Regions from separate parts of the Sus scrofa genome. Here region 1 is linked to region 2. The links are chromatin contacts, called in public Hi-C maps. All regions are on one chromosome and are shown on one strand. Each heading gives the region's core, a stretch centred on a gene start, on an enhancer-like site or on the middle of the called end of the contact. The rest is flanking DNA. Distances are from core to core; before and after follow the strand shown.

The links. A called contact is a pair of places that touch in the nucleus more often than the background predicts.
Region 1: a Hi-C map of liver shows a contact between it and region 2, with 4 times the contacts expected there. The contact joins the promoter of ELP2 here to the promoter of C6H18orf21 in region 2. A contact is called at or near these places in 1 of 5 promoter capture datasets (liver), 8 of 47 Hi-C or Micro-C datasets (alveolar macrophages, heart right ventricle, liver and 2 more) and 2 of 2 datasets of contacts at active chromatin or transcription factors (alveolar macrophages and skeletal muscle).

What each region holds. Positions count from the first base shown.
Region 1 is chr6:119,880,755-119,887,829 of Sscrofa11.1, reverse strand. ELP2 (elongator complex protein 2) reads right to left here and starts at 2,421. Exons shown (of 22, transcript XM_003356413.4): 1 at 1,726-2,421; 2 at 72-150. The coding sequence starts at 1,863. It overlaps SLC39A6 (zinc transporter ZIP6), which reads left to right and starts at 1,994. Exons shown (of 10, transcript XM_021096271.1): 1 at 1,994-2,743; 2 at 4,403-5,149. The coding sequence starts at 4,412.
Region 2 is chr6:119,733,878-119,740,840 of Sscrofa11.1, reverse strand. C6H18orf21 (UPF0711 protein C18orf21 homolog) reads right to left here and starts at 5,453. Exons shown (of 5, transcript XM_003356410.3): 1 at 5,008-5,453; 2 at 4,904-4,926; 3 at 687-886. The coding sequence starts at 5,084.

The DNA of each region.
Region 1 (7,075 bases), core at 1,172-3,671, 150 kb before region 2:
TCTTCTATTTTTCAATTGCATAATATCAGAGAAGCTAATGCTAAATTAACAGAAGTCAGATTAATACTTACATCCATTCTGTTTACAAATCCACTGTAAGCAATTGACTCGAGCAGTGTGACCATTCAGGTTGGTAATAACAACCCTTTTCTTCAGAGAAGAAAACATCAGTTAGTAAATGAGAATCTATCCTACAGGGAAATTAATAAATTAATAAAATTCAGATTTCGGTGTTTTGTTTTGTTTTTTCTTTTTTAGGGCTGCACTAGCGGCATATGGAGGTTCCCAGGCTAGAGGTGAAATCAGAGCTACAGCTGCTGGCTTACCCCACAGCAACAGACACATCGATCTGAGCCGAGTCCACGACCTACACCATAGCTCACAGCAACGCCAGATCATTAACATACTGAGAGAGGCCAGGGATTGAACCTGCAACTTCATGGTTCCTGGTCAGATTTGTTTCTGCTGTGCCATGATGGGAACTCCAGATTTCAGTGTTTTTAACGCTAATAAAAAGTTCAAGATTACTGTTCTCCACAGTGGCTGCATCAATTTATATTGCCACCAACAGTATAGGAGGGTTCCCCTTTCTCCATACTCTCTCCAGCATTTTTTTTTTCTGAAACATATGGAAGTTCTCAGCTAGAGGTCTAATCAGAGCTGCAGCTGTCAGTTCATGCTACAGCCACGGCAATGCCGGATCCTTAACCCACTGAGCGAGGCCATGGATCAAACCTGCATCCTCAAGGACACTATATCGACTTCTTAACCTGCTGAGCCACAATGGGAACTCCTCTCCAGCATTTAATATTTGTAGACTTTTTGATGATGGGATTCTGACTGGCGTGAGCTAATACTTCATTGCAGTTTTGCTTTGCATTTCTCTCATAATTAGCAGTATTGAGCATCTTTTCATGTGCCTGTAAGCCATCTGTATGCCTACCTAGAATGATGGAATTTTTAACCAAATTAATAAAGCAGTACAATAAGAAATATCTAGAGCTATCTACTGCAATGTTTTAATTTCCAGCACTTAACTTTCTATCCTGAGGCTCTTTTGGAGAAACAACCCCACTACAACATCCAAAACTAACCAGTGGGAATGGGGTCATAATAAACTCTGGGAAGAATGCAGAAACTAGTTACTTGAGAAATTTGGTAGGGAAAACGGGAAGAAAATAATCAATTGGGTGCCTTTCAGGGAATGAAGTCCTGCCTTCAGCTTAACTAGTGCTTAGGATACCCATTCCCTGTGACCTTATCCCAATGCATTTTCTTTAAAACTAAAATGTAAATAGTATTTCTTTGAAATTCAAGACAAGTTTGTTAAATAACACTAATGGAAATGTAGAAATGAGATAGCATCTGTATGATGGTCTTAATCCACACCTAAACTGCAAATGTTTTAAAACCCAAGCTGATTCTCTGAACTATAGTTCCCACAAAAGTCTTCAGAAAAGGCTGTCATCATTTGAGACTCTACCAGGGGCTAACAGGCCACTGCTGAGACATGGTTACCCCAGGTTTACGCAGCGCTCAAGACAGCGAAGGACGAGTGTGGCGCGCCAGAGCGAGACTCCTTGCTTAGACACCCTCCTCGAAGCAGACCCAACCGCACACCCGCTCTGTAGGTTCTGGGACAGGGTCTACAGTCCACCCTGAGAGCATCCAGCAGATTCGGCCCCAGAAACACACGGGGATCGGGCAAGTGGCCACTTCTCTTACCTGAGGGTCATAGAGCACTACGGAACAGGACGTGCCAAAGGCAAGAAGTCCTCCGGGCCCGGAGCTCCAGCTGAGAGCTCCCCGCACCCGATTCGGGCAGCAAAACACGTGAGAGGTCTCCAGTACGGGTGCCACCATGTTGCTGGCTGGTCAGCGGCCGAAACCTGGGCGCACACTTCCGCCCTCGGAGCGGAACTGCTCGCCAGCCGCCCCTCCCCCCGGCGTTATCCGCACCGCGTTTCCGAGGAGCCCGGGGGCGGGGCAGAGGCGGGCCCGCCCCTCAGGGCCCGCCCCCCTTCCTGGCCGAAGTGGTCCTCAGTGCCCATCCATCTTTACCAGCGCCCCTGGATCTTGGCTCGGGGCACAGGCACGACCTCCTTCCCAGCAGTGAAGACCCTACCGGAACAATTCAAGACCCTCCAGAAAGACCTAGGGCTCGTGTGCCGGAACGACGGCAGGAACGTCCCGCTGCACCTCACGGCTTGGTTCCTAGCAGCAGACGGGGCTGGCCCGGGTCGGGGCCTTGGAGAGCGAGTTTCGGGCCTCAGGGAGACAGGGGCGCGGAGGGGCTCAAGGAAAGGGCTTCCAGCTGATCTTGGAGCTAAGAGCCCGCCAGAGCCGCGTCTCCGCCCTCTCCCGCCCCTGCGAGCCCCGCGGCGCCGGCGAACAGGCGGACGCGCGGATCCGCCTGCAGGGGACGGGGTCGAGCCGCACTGCGCATGCCCCGTAGTCATGGCTGGCGGAGGCGGTGGTTCCCGGCGGCGAGCTGCGCGCGGCGGTAATTAGTAATTGTCCTGCGGCTCGCGGGAGGAGAGGGCACGTGGGGCGAGGCTTCTCTGTGTCTGCCGTGCAGTACCCCAACCGAGGGGCCAGCCGGACAGATGAGACCGCCGCCTCCTCACGCCCTATAGACGTTTCTACGGAGAGAAGCACAAGCGAGTGCCGAGCTCTCCGGACCGCCGGCGGGAACTGAACTGGCGCGCGGGACCGAGCCGGAGGGCAGCGAGGCCGCGAGGAGGTGAGTCCCGCAGGTCCCTCAGGGCAGGCGGAAAAGGGGAACCCTGCGGAACGGCGAGGGCAGACTTCCCAGTTTGGGGTGCACAGATAGGCTGCGAGGTCCAACGGGGTAAGGAAACGGTTAGTCCTGTTTATCTAATTTTCTAAGAAGGTACTGTCGTGTTTAAAAATAAAAAGCCCTTAGAAGCAGTTTGGTGCCCTCTTTCGTGTTTTCTCCATTGGCGCTATTCTCCAGGCCCTTTCCTTCAGCTTTCTTTTCTCTAACACACGCGGACTTGCCGGGAAGGAGATCTGCCAGCGGGTCCAGTACCGCCCTGAGCATCCTCCCTGGAGAAAGGAACAGAGCTGTCCCCGAGCCATTCGTCTGTGTTGACCCCACCCATCCCGCTCCTTGCTTCTCTTCTGCGAATGATTTCTTAAAGGTTCTCTTCTGCCTATTAAAACTTCAGGCCCCACGGATTGTTCTTTCAGGAGTCTAACCCTGTGATGGTACATACTTCCATTTTCCACAGTATGATAAGCAGCTGTTGTGCAACATTGCTGACAGTGTTTGGAGCACTTCCACATACATCCGTCATGTGTTTCCTCAGTCACTCTATAAGAAAGGTATTACCAGCTTTTCCTGGTCCAAAGAAGAGCAGCTGAAAGTGGTAGAGCTGGGTTGCCCCTTGCCCTTGCTCTCTCACCCCTGAGTCCACCTCTTTCTCTGGAGGCTGGTAAGTTTGGTCACGATCACCATCCATCATTGGTGCTGGACATCGGCTGACTGTCCACAGAGATACTAGTCTATCCACTTATCTGGGCTATCTCTTCCTCTGTTTAACTCAATTCTGCTTTTCAAGGCACAACTGGATTCCTAATTCCTCTTTGCATCATAGGCTTTTGGTTCCAAACACTATTGTGTGGATGAGTGGTAGTCTATGAAAAGATTTTCACTGGTTTTAAGCAACAGAAGAGCGAGATAGTTTTTTAATGAAGTTTAAAAGAACTGTTATTGTGCAGGCATTCAAAAGAATGAGATCGCTTTATATGTACTGACATAAAAAGATGTTATTTGTTGAGTGGGGTAAAAAAACATCCCATTTGTGTGGTTAAGGCATGCATCTACCTGAGTGTGCATGAGGCATAAGCAAGAAACTGGAAAAATTTTGTACCTTTGAAGAGTGGGATTGGGGGAAAGAAGCCTCAAATTGTATTGTATATAGTGTAAGAAAAAAATTTTAAATGTGAGCTATTCTGAGATTGCCATTTTACTTTTTTGACATTAAAAGAGTGTTCTGTGAAATGATGGTAGTGGTGGAGGTAGTTGGGTTTTGTTTTGTTTTGTTTTGAATTGTTTTTCTAAACGCAGTAAGAAGTTGCCAGTATGGCTGGGGCCACATGAATCTCTCCAGACTCTGAATCATCATTGCTTTTACCGTTCTAATTACAGTTTTAGCACTTAGCTGCTTTCTGGTTGTTTCATGTGTTTTAGCAATTCAGGGTTCGAGCCTAGGACTCCACTTGTCTATATTTTTACATTAGCTAGCACTTCACTGGTCACATTAGATGATGCTCTATAATTTTGATTCTTTGATTGGACATCAGCTTTTAGCATGAGATTTCTTTATTGAAATTATTTTGAAAAGGGCTTTTTTTTCTTTGTCTTTTTCTGTCTTAGGAAAGTGCGATGGCGAGGAATTTATCTGTGATCTTAATCCTGACCTTCTCCCTGTCCTTCACAAATCCCCTTCATGAAGTAGGACCAGCCACTGCTTTCCCTCAGACCACTGAGAAAATTATTCCCAATTGGGAATCTGGCATTAATGTTGACATGGCAGTTACCACACAGCAACACCACCTTCAGCAGCTTTTCCGTCGCTATGGAGAAAATAATTCCTTGTCAGTTGAAGGGTTCAGAAAGTTGCTTCAGAATATAGGCATAGATAAGATTAAAAGAATCCATATACACCATGACCACGAGCATCACTCCGACCACGAGCATCACTCTGACCATGATCATCACTTTCACCGTAATCGCGCTCCCAGTAAAAACAATCGGAAAGCTCTTTGCCCAGACCATGACTCTGAGAGTTCAAATAAAGATCCTAGAAGCAGCCAGGGGAAGGGATCTCACAGATCAGAACATGCCAATGGTAGGAGGAATGCTTTAATCAAGGATGGTGTTGGTGCTGGTGAAGTGACCTCGACTGTGTATAATGCCGTCTCTGAAGGAACTCACTTTCTAGAGACAATAGAATCTCCAAAACATGGAAAACTCCCCAAAGATGTGAGCAGTTCCACTCCACCCAGTATCACAGAAAAGAGCCGGGTGAGCTGGCTGGCTAATAGGAAAACAAATGAATCTGTGAGTGAGCCCAGAAAAGGCTTTATGTATTCCAGAAGCACAAACGAGAATACTCAGGAGGTAAGATGAGTGTTGTTCGTTATTTTAATCAATACGCATGCTCGTCTGTCCTGTCATTGCCATTCCGTCTCAGTTGTACGTGGTTTCAAGTAAAAATAAAATAGTGGGAGTCCTAATTCTAGGAGTTCCTGACATGGCTCAGCAGAAACGAATCTGACTAGCATACATGAGGACATAGGTTTGATCCCTGGCCTCGCTCAGTGGGTTAAGGATCTGGCGTTGTTGTGGCTCTAGTGTAGGCCCGCAGCTACAGCTCCAATTAGACCCCTAGCCTGGGAACCTCCATATGCCACACGTGTGGTCCTTATTTAAAAGACAAAAAGTAGGAGTTCCTGTCGTGGCTCAGTGGTTAAAGAATCGGACTAGGAACTGTGAGGTTGTAGATTCGATCCCTGGCCTTTCTCAGTGGGTTAGGGATCTGGCGTTGCTGTGAGCTATGGTGTAGGTTGCAGACTTAGCTTGGATCCTGCTTTGCTGTGGCTCTGGAGTAGACCATCGGCTATACCTCCGATTGGATCCCTAGCCTGGGAAGCTCCATATGCCACGCATGTGGCCCTTAAAAGACTAAAAAAAAAAAAAGACAAAAAGTAAAATAAAATGGTGAGTTCATCAAAAAGGGAATTTCTTTCTACCTTCTCAGCAAGGCATTTAGCTCTAAGTATCCCTACTATGTTGTAAACATTTCTGATACAAAACCTAGGAAGTAGTTCTTTGGTAAGAATAATGCTGCCTGCTGAAACTATTTTCTAGTAAGTATAGAAAGCAGATATCAAAGTTACTTGGGGAGAAAAATCTTTAAACGTAAGTATTATTAATTAAAAAAAAACAGGAAATGGGAGGTCAAAAAAGCGGGAGTTAGAATTCAGATTTTAAGGAAAGATGTGATCGAAAGGGTTAGAGAATGCAAGAAGAGAAAGCAGCTTTACCTCCTTGACAAGAGGGATCACAGTGAGTTGTGGAGGGACTGAAATTGGAGCTTCTACCCATTGTATTGTGCTGGGCAAGGAAAAAGTTGGAGGTTCTGAGTTCATGTGTTTTTGTTTTTTTTTTTTGTAGACTAGACTTCCAGACTGTACACAGTTTACCTAGACTGGGAAATGTCAAAAACAAAGAATTAGTTGATATGCATTAATAGGCAAAACTTCAGTACTTCATTCAAACTATCACACGACTGTACTAATTCTAGGAAAATCCTACTAATGGTCATTCCCATAGGAACACTAGTGATAAAGTTTGTTGTGAGTACTATGGGCCAAGAATTGTGGGAGTTTAAAATAACTTTACAGAAGATGAGAAACAGGTGTTTCCGCCAATTTGGGGAGAGAAGGGGGAGCGTACATTACCCAGAGGAGATTCTCTTCAAACTAAGCTTGTCATCTAATTAAATTGTTGAAACATCTGCCTGCCAGTACAGGTTGCTTTTATTAATCAGCCTTGCCCTCTTCAAGAGTAATCTACATAATTTAACATTCTCTTGTTGTGGAGTGTTATTTTGCCAGGTATGTCGACGGAACTGAGCTAAGTTTTGCAAGTACAGTCATTGCTGGAAGAGTGACTTGTCTTGGGCTTGTTTAGGCCAGGTAGGGTAGCGTTAGTACTAAAACAACATATTTCTCAATCTCTAATGAACCCCATATCGACATTAAAGCTTATTTCCTTAATAGGTTTTACAGTGAATTAACAGGCTTCTGAATGTCCGTTTATCCTCAAGCTTTTCCCACTTGAGGCTTTCTCCTGAGGTGACTAGTGATGTGACCACGACCCCCAAGAAGAAATAGGCAGAAAAGATGGGAAAAAACACCCATGTAACACAGTATCTCCAGGTACCTGAGGCAAGTTCCAAGGTGCTCAAAACCAAAGTTGATTTTGATTCCCCTTAACTTAAAAAAATAAAGAAGCGGCTTCAGTAAGGAGAGGGTGTTGTGT
Region 2 (6,963 bases), core at 4,204-6,703:
GGGCAACAGAAAGTTCATGAAGTTTGGTTTTAGGTAACTGTGAAAAACAAAAATAAGCTATACTCTTTATGTAACAGTAATCAAAGAAATCTTATGGGAGTTCCAGCTGTGGCATGGTAGGTTAAGAATCCAAATGCAGTGACTCAGGTTGCTGTAAAGGCTTGGGTTTGATTCCTGGCCCAGCACAGTGGGTTAAAGGATTTGGTGTTGCCACATCTGTGGCGTAGGTCACAGCTGGGGCTCGGAGTCAGTCCCTGGCCTATGAACTTCCATATGTCTCAGGTGCAGCTGTTAAAAAAACACAAACCTTGGAGTTCCTCTTATGGCTCAGTGGTTAAAGAACCCGAGCAGGATCCATGAGGACACGGGTTCCATCCCTGGCCTCACTCAGTGGGTTAAGGATCTGGCATTGCTGTGACCTGTGGTATAGGTTGCAGATGTGGCTCAGATCCTGCATTGCTGCACCTATGCTGTAAGCCGGCAGCTGTACCTCTGATTTGACCCCCAAACCGGGAATTTCCATATGCCATGGGTGCAGCCCTTAAAAAAAAAAAATCTTATGTATATATTTTGACAGTCTAAATATACTACTGTAAACCTCTGAGTTATATTCAGGCTAATTCTTAACCTCACCTTAAGTGAAAGAAAATTCACTTCATTTATACATAATGGAATTGAAATCTTACCAATACACTTTTGGATTCTTTGTACTTTTCCAGAATTTTTGCTTCTTTAAAACTGAGTGTATAATTTCTTGCTTCTCGATTAAGAAGTTTCTGTATTTTGGGTGTCAGTTTGGGCTTGGGCTTGAGGCGCACTCTAGACTTATCTGGAACCAGCAACTGGAAACAGTATGGACATGTTCCTTCAAAAGTGCTTTTATCATCTAAAATTATACAAATGAAATTCATGATTCAGCAAATCAGAATATTCTGTTACCTCAGTCAATGTTATAAATGCAAACAAGTACATTATTTAACATGAGAAAATGTACATTTTCCTTAAGCTAACTCAAAAATGAGTTTATAAAGATGAATGGGCAATAATTCATTTTACAAAACATAATTCTGTTCATTCACTCCTTTGAGCAACAGATAGGTAAGTCCTCACTCATTGCTACATGTTTTATTACTTGCTACCAAGTTAAAAAAAGGCAGTATGTCTTGGAGTTTCCGTCATGGCTCAGCCATAACAAACCCGAGTAGTATGCCAGTTTGATCCCTGGTCTTGCTTGGTGGGTTAATAATCTGGCGTTGCCAAACACTGTGGTATAGGTTGAAGATGCAGCTTGGATCTGGCATTGCTGTGGCTGTGGTGTAGGCTGGCAGCTATAGCTCTGATTTGACCCCTAGCCTGGGAACTTCCATATGCCTTGAGTGAGGCCCTAAAAAAATTAAAAAAAAAAAAAAAAGGTGGTATCTTACCAACTATACAGACACATTTATCACAAAAATAACAAAATATACTTTCACTTTTCTTTTTTAAACAATTAGCACAAGAGTTCCTGTCGTGGCTCAGCAGAAACAAATCTGACTAGCATCCATGAGGATGCAGTTTCCATCCCTGGCCTCGCTTGGTGGGTTAAGGATCTGGCGAAGCTGTGAGCTGTGGTGTAGGTCGTAGACAGGGCTTGGATCTGGTGTTGCTGTGGCTGTGGTGTAGGCCAGCAGCTACAGCTCTGAGTAGACACCTACCCTGGGAACCTCCATATGCCACGGATGCGGCCCTAAAAAGGCAAAAAAAAAAAAAAAAAAAAATGCAATTAGCACAGTTTCATGGTTCATGAGCTGGGCTTTGTCTGCAGGTATTTCTCTCAGTACAAGGTAACAGGACAAGAGACTTGCCCCAAATCCTTCATGCAATCAAGAAAGCATTCACTGACCATCTACCATGCTAGACTGTGGAGACATAAATTTGGAAGTAAAGGAGTCGCTATCTTTATAGAAATTTTGTTTCTAGGGAGCCCTAAGCAAATGGAGACTGTAAGAACTGTAATAAAGTATGACTAAAATATCCTGGAAATTATTAAACTCTGCATGGACTTGCCAGAAATACTTCAAAGAGGCTTAACAACAAAAGTCCAGATAGGGAGTTCCCTGGTGGCACAGTGGGTGAAGGATCAGGTGGTGTCACTGCTATGGTGCTTCAATCCTTGGTCTGGGAACTTCTGCATGCCACAGCGGGGCCAGGAAAAAAAAAAGTCATAAAAGGGCTTTCAGGGGAGTTCCTGCTGTGGTGCATGGGTTCAGAATCCAACTGCAGTGGCTCTGGTCTCTGTGGAGCCATGGGTTCAGTCCCTAGCCTGGCACAGTGGTTTAAAGGATCCCAGTGGTATAGGTCACCACTGAAGCCCGAATTCAGTCCCTGGCCCAGGAACTTCCATATGCTATGGATGTGGCCATAAAATTTTTAATTTAAAATTTTGTTAAAAAAAAGGGCTTGGAGTTTCTGTTGTGGCTCAGTGGTAATGAACCTGACTAGTACCAAGAAGATTCAGTCGATCTCTGGCCTCACTTAGTGGGTTAAGGATCCTGAGGTGCTGTGGCTGTGGTGTAGGCTGGCAGTTACAGCTCCTATTTGACCCCCAGCCTGGGAATCTCCATATGCCTTGGGTGAGGCCCTAAAAAAGCAAAAAAAAAAAAATCTAAATAATACAGAAATAAGGGCATTCAGGTACAAGTGCAGAGAAAAAGGAAGCCTCATTATTTAGGGAAAGGTGAGGTGTAAAGGTGACCCAGCTGAAGAGGAAGGTGGGCACACTATCTGTTAGTAAATATTTACTGGTGAGCACCATGCTAAATGCCAGGGATACAACAGCGCTACAATAAGTTAAGGACCATGCTTGTAACTTAGCACTGCCAAAAGTAAAATTCACTTATATTTATTGACTGTTAAGTGCGAGGCACTGATTTGGGTTTGGGAGACACTGAACAGTGAGTGAACAAAGGACAATTCATGGAGAGAGACAATAAATACAAAAACACCAAATGTTAAGTGCTGAGAAAAAAGACAGGAAAGGGAATGCAGACTGGCAACGGATTTGATATAGTCTTAAATCAGGGTATCAGGGAAGGCCTCCTGGGGTGGTATTTTCTTTATTTTTTTCGTCTTTTTAGGGCCCCGCCCTGGGCACATGGAGGTTCCCAGGCTAGTGGTCGATTCAGAGTTACAGCTGCCGGCCTACACTACAGCCACAAGAACTTGGGATCTGAGCTGCGACTGTGGCCTACACCACAGCTCACAGCAACGCTAGATCGTCAACCCACTGAGTGGGGCCAGGGATCAAATCTTTGTCCTTATGGATACTAGTCGGGTTCCTTAACCACTGAGCCATAACAGGAACTCCCTACGATGATATTTTCAAGAGATCAGAAGGAAGTGAGGGAGGCATCCAAGCAGATATGTGAGGTAAGAGTTCCAGGTAGAAGGAAAAGCCACTGCAAAGGCCCTGAAATGGCATAGGGGCGATAGTGGTTGGAGTTTAGTGAACGAAAGGGAGAGCAGGTCTGAGAATTAATGTGAACCTATGACATAGGTCCCTGTGGTCCTTTCAAAAGATTTTCACTTTTACTCCGAGAATGGGCAGTCATTTCATTTCAGAGTTTGCAGTGGAGAAGTGACATGATCTAGACTAGGTTTTTATTAGGTTGACTCTGGCTGCTGGACTGGGAATGGACGGTAGAAACACATGGGAGCTGTTGGCAATAATCAGGAGACTGATGGCTTAGACCAGGGCGGATGTGGAGAGAAGTGGATGGATGTGGAGAGAAAGGCTAGATAAAGGGTGTATTTTTGTTGTTGTTGTTGTTTTTAGGGCCACACCTATACCATATGGAAGTTCTGAGGCTAAGGGTCGAATCAGAGCTACAGCTGTCAGCCTATGCCACAGCCACAGCAATTCAGGATCTGAGCCGCGTCTGCGACCTACACCACAGCTCATGGCAACACCAGATCCTTAACCCACTGAAGGAAGCCAGGGATCAAACCCGAATCCTCATGGATTCTAGTTGGAGTCGTTAACCACTGAGCCATGAAGGAAACTCATGATATTGGGTGTATTTAAAGCCAATGGTAAAGCTCAAGTTTTAGCTTAATGTGAGATTCAAAAAAAGTTGTCAAGAAGGCATCTGGGACATTCCCGTTGTGGCTCAGCAGGTTAAGAGCCCAACATGGTATCCATGAGGACGTAGGTTTGATTCCTGGCCTCACTCAATGGGTTAAGGATCCAGTATTGAGTGTAGGCTGCAGATGGGGCTTGGATTTGGTGGATTTGGTGTTGCCATGGCTGTGGCTTGCGGGGACAGCTGCATCTCCAATTCTACCCCTGGCCCCTCAGAAGTTCCATATGCCTCAGGTGCTGTAGTAAAAAAGGGGGAAGAAAAAAAGGCATCTGGATGAGTCTAGGATTCCACAGAGTGGTCTAGATTGGGGATATGAATTTGGAAGACCTCAGTATTCAGAGTTTAAAAGCCATGAGACTGGATGAAATATTGTCACCAAGGAATTGAGTGTAGCTAGAAAAGATGCCCAAAGGTTGAGTCCTTGGGAACTCCAACATTTGTAAGTTGGGGAAATCAGCAGGAAGGAGAGGTATTGGCTAAAGAAGTAGGAGGTGAACTTTGTAATGACCTGGAAGCCAAGTGAGGAAACTATTTCAAGTAGACTGATCAAAGCGTCAAGTGCTGCTAACAGGTCAGGAAAACTAAGGCACGTTAAGCAATTTGGATTTTTTTTTTTTTTTTTTTTTTTTTTGCGAAACTGAGACGCCTGGCCGAGGCGGGATAGGAGGTTGTGATGGCAGAGAATGGATCAGATTTTTTTTGGACCATTCTGAGCGCTGTGCAGAATGGAGGGGAGCGAGGCGACGCAAGCCTGACCCATAACGAACGGGCGTCCTCCCTACCGTGTGACGAACTGTAGGCCCAGCTGCAAAAGAGAAAGAGACTCATAAGGGACTAGTTCACACCCTCTCGCCTCCCGCTTCCCCGTCCTCTTTCCCTCTCTTACAGGAGATAGCGGGCCTGGCCCGGGCAGCTATCTTGTAGTTTCCATGCCGCAGCCTCAAGGTAGTGCTTCTGCCTCATCGTCACCGCCAATTCCACATCTCTGATACGCAGGGACGCAAAGAGACTCCGAAAGCCGGCTGGAAACTTTGACGTCAGGATCCGAGCTCCCTCTGGAAACAGGCGCCCTCAGCTGAAGGGTTCCGGTTCCTTTGCGTCCGGTCCCCTGCGCTGGCCCGCCCTCCCTGCGCCGGGCCCGCCTCCAGGTCCCTAGCGGTCCTCGCTGGCCAGGCGCGGATCGCTTAGTACAAGAGGCTGTGCGGAGCAGCTTGATTGGGCCGGGGTGGCTAGGTTGAAAGCCGAGTCTGACGCCTGCTTCTGGTCTTTATCTGATTGATAGCCTCCTCTCATACCGGTGGTCATTTCCTCAACCGCCATCGCCCCCTAGATTTTCAAGCCCGGGCACTGACTTGCACCCGGGTAGGCGGAAGCGAGGCCCGCAAGGGGGCAGCTGCGAGAAGCGCGGTTTCTGGTCTCCAGTCCAGCCTGCTCTGGGCAGGTGCACTAGCGAGCTTATTTTATTTTATTTTTTCCTGCTTTTTTTTCTTTTTTTTTTCTTTTTGCCATTTCTTGGGCCGCTCCCGCGGCATATGGAGGTTCCCAGGCTAGGGGTCGAATCGGAGCTGTAGCCACCGGCCTACGCCAGAGCCACAGCAACGCAGAATCCGAGCCGCGTCTGCCACCTACACCACAGCTCGCCGCAACGCCGGATCGTTAACCCACTGAGCAAGGGCAGGGATCGAACCTGCAACCTCATGGTTCCCAGTCAGATTCGTTAACCACTGCGCCACCACGGGAACTCCCCCATCCTACTTCTGTGAGGTGATCAGCATTAACAGTTGGGTGTCTCCTCCTTCTATGTCCTTACACACATAAGCACATGTACAAATGTATAAATATCCTCAGTTTCCACATACACACAACAACAACAACAACAAAAGATACCGGGAGTTCCCATTTTAGCACAGTGGAAACAAATCAGTGGGTTAAGGATCCTGCATTACCATGAGCTGTGGTGTAAGTCTCAGACATGGCCTGGATCTCATGTTGCTGTGGCTCTGGGATAGGCTGGCAGCTGTAGCTTCGATTTGACCCCTAGCCTGGGAACTTCCATATGCCTCCGGTGTGGCCCTAAAAAGCAAAAGACAAATAAACAAACACCCCCCCAAGATACACACAAAAAAAGAAAACCAAAAATAGAATGGTTTACTACTCTTACATTTTTCCTTAACAATAGGTCACAGACATCTCTCCAGGTCAGTTTATGTAGTTTTCAATAAGCTTTTAAAGAGCTGACAATATTACAAAATGTAATGAGCTGTAATTTATTTAACCACTTCCTGTTGATGAACATTTAATTTTTTTTCAGTGATTTGCTAGTTCAAATAGTGAAGCAGCAAAACTCACGAATGCTTTTTATTTCTTTTCTCTAAATTCCTAAAAGATAAATTACTGAGGGAAACAATATCCACATTTTAATTTGCTGGATCATCCAAAAAAGATTGTAGCAATTCACATTCCCAGTATCAATGTCTGAAAAAGCTGATTCGAATTGGATCCGTGAAAATGTAAAGATCATTAGTTCACTTATCAGTGGAATCAAGCCTCTATTTATTTCTTATGGCTTGCATTTTCTTTTGTGAAATGAAATCTTCATTAAATTGTTTATCAATTTCTAGGAGATCTTTGTATTTTAGAGGAAATTCATCCTCTTCTTGTCATTTATAAAGCAATGTTTCCTTACTTTATCTCTCTCTTTTTTTTTTTTTTTTTTTTTTGCTTTTTTAGGGCTGCACCCGAGGCATATGGAGGCATATGGAATCGGAGCTACAGCTGCCAGCCTACACCACAGCCACAGCAATGCAGGACCTGAGCTTCACCTGAGACCTACACCACAGCT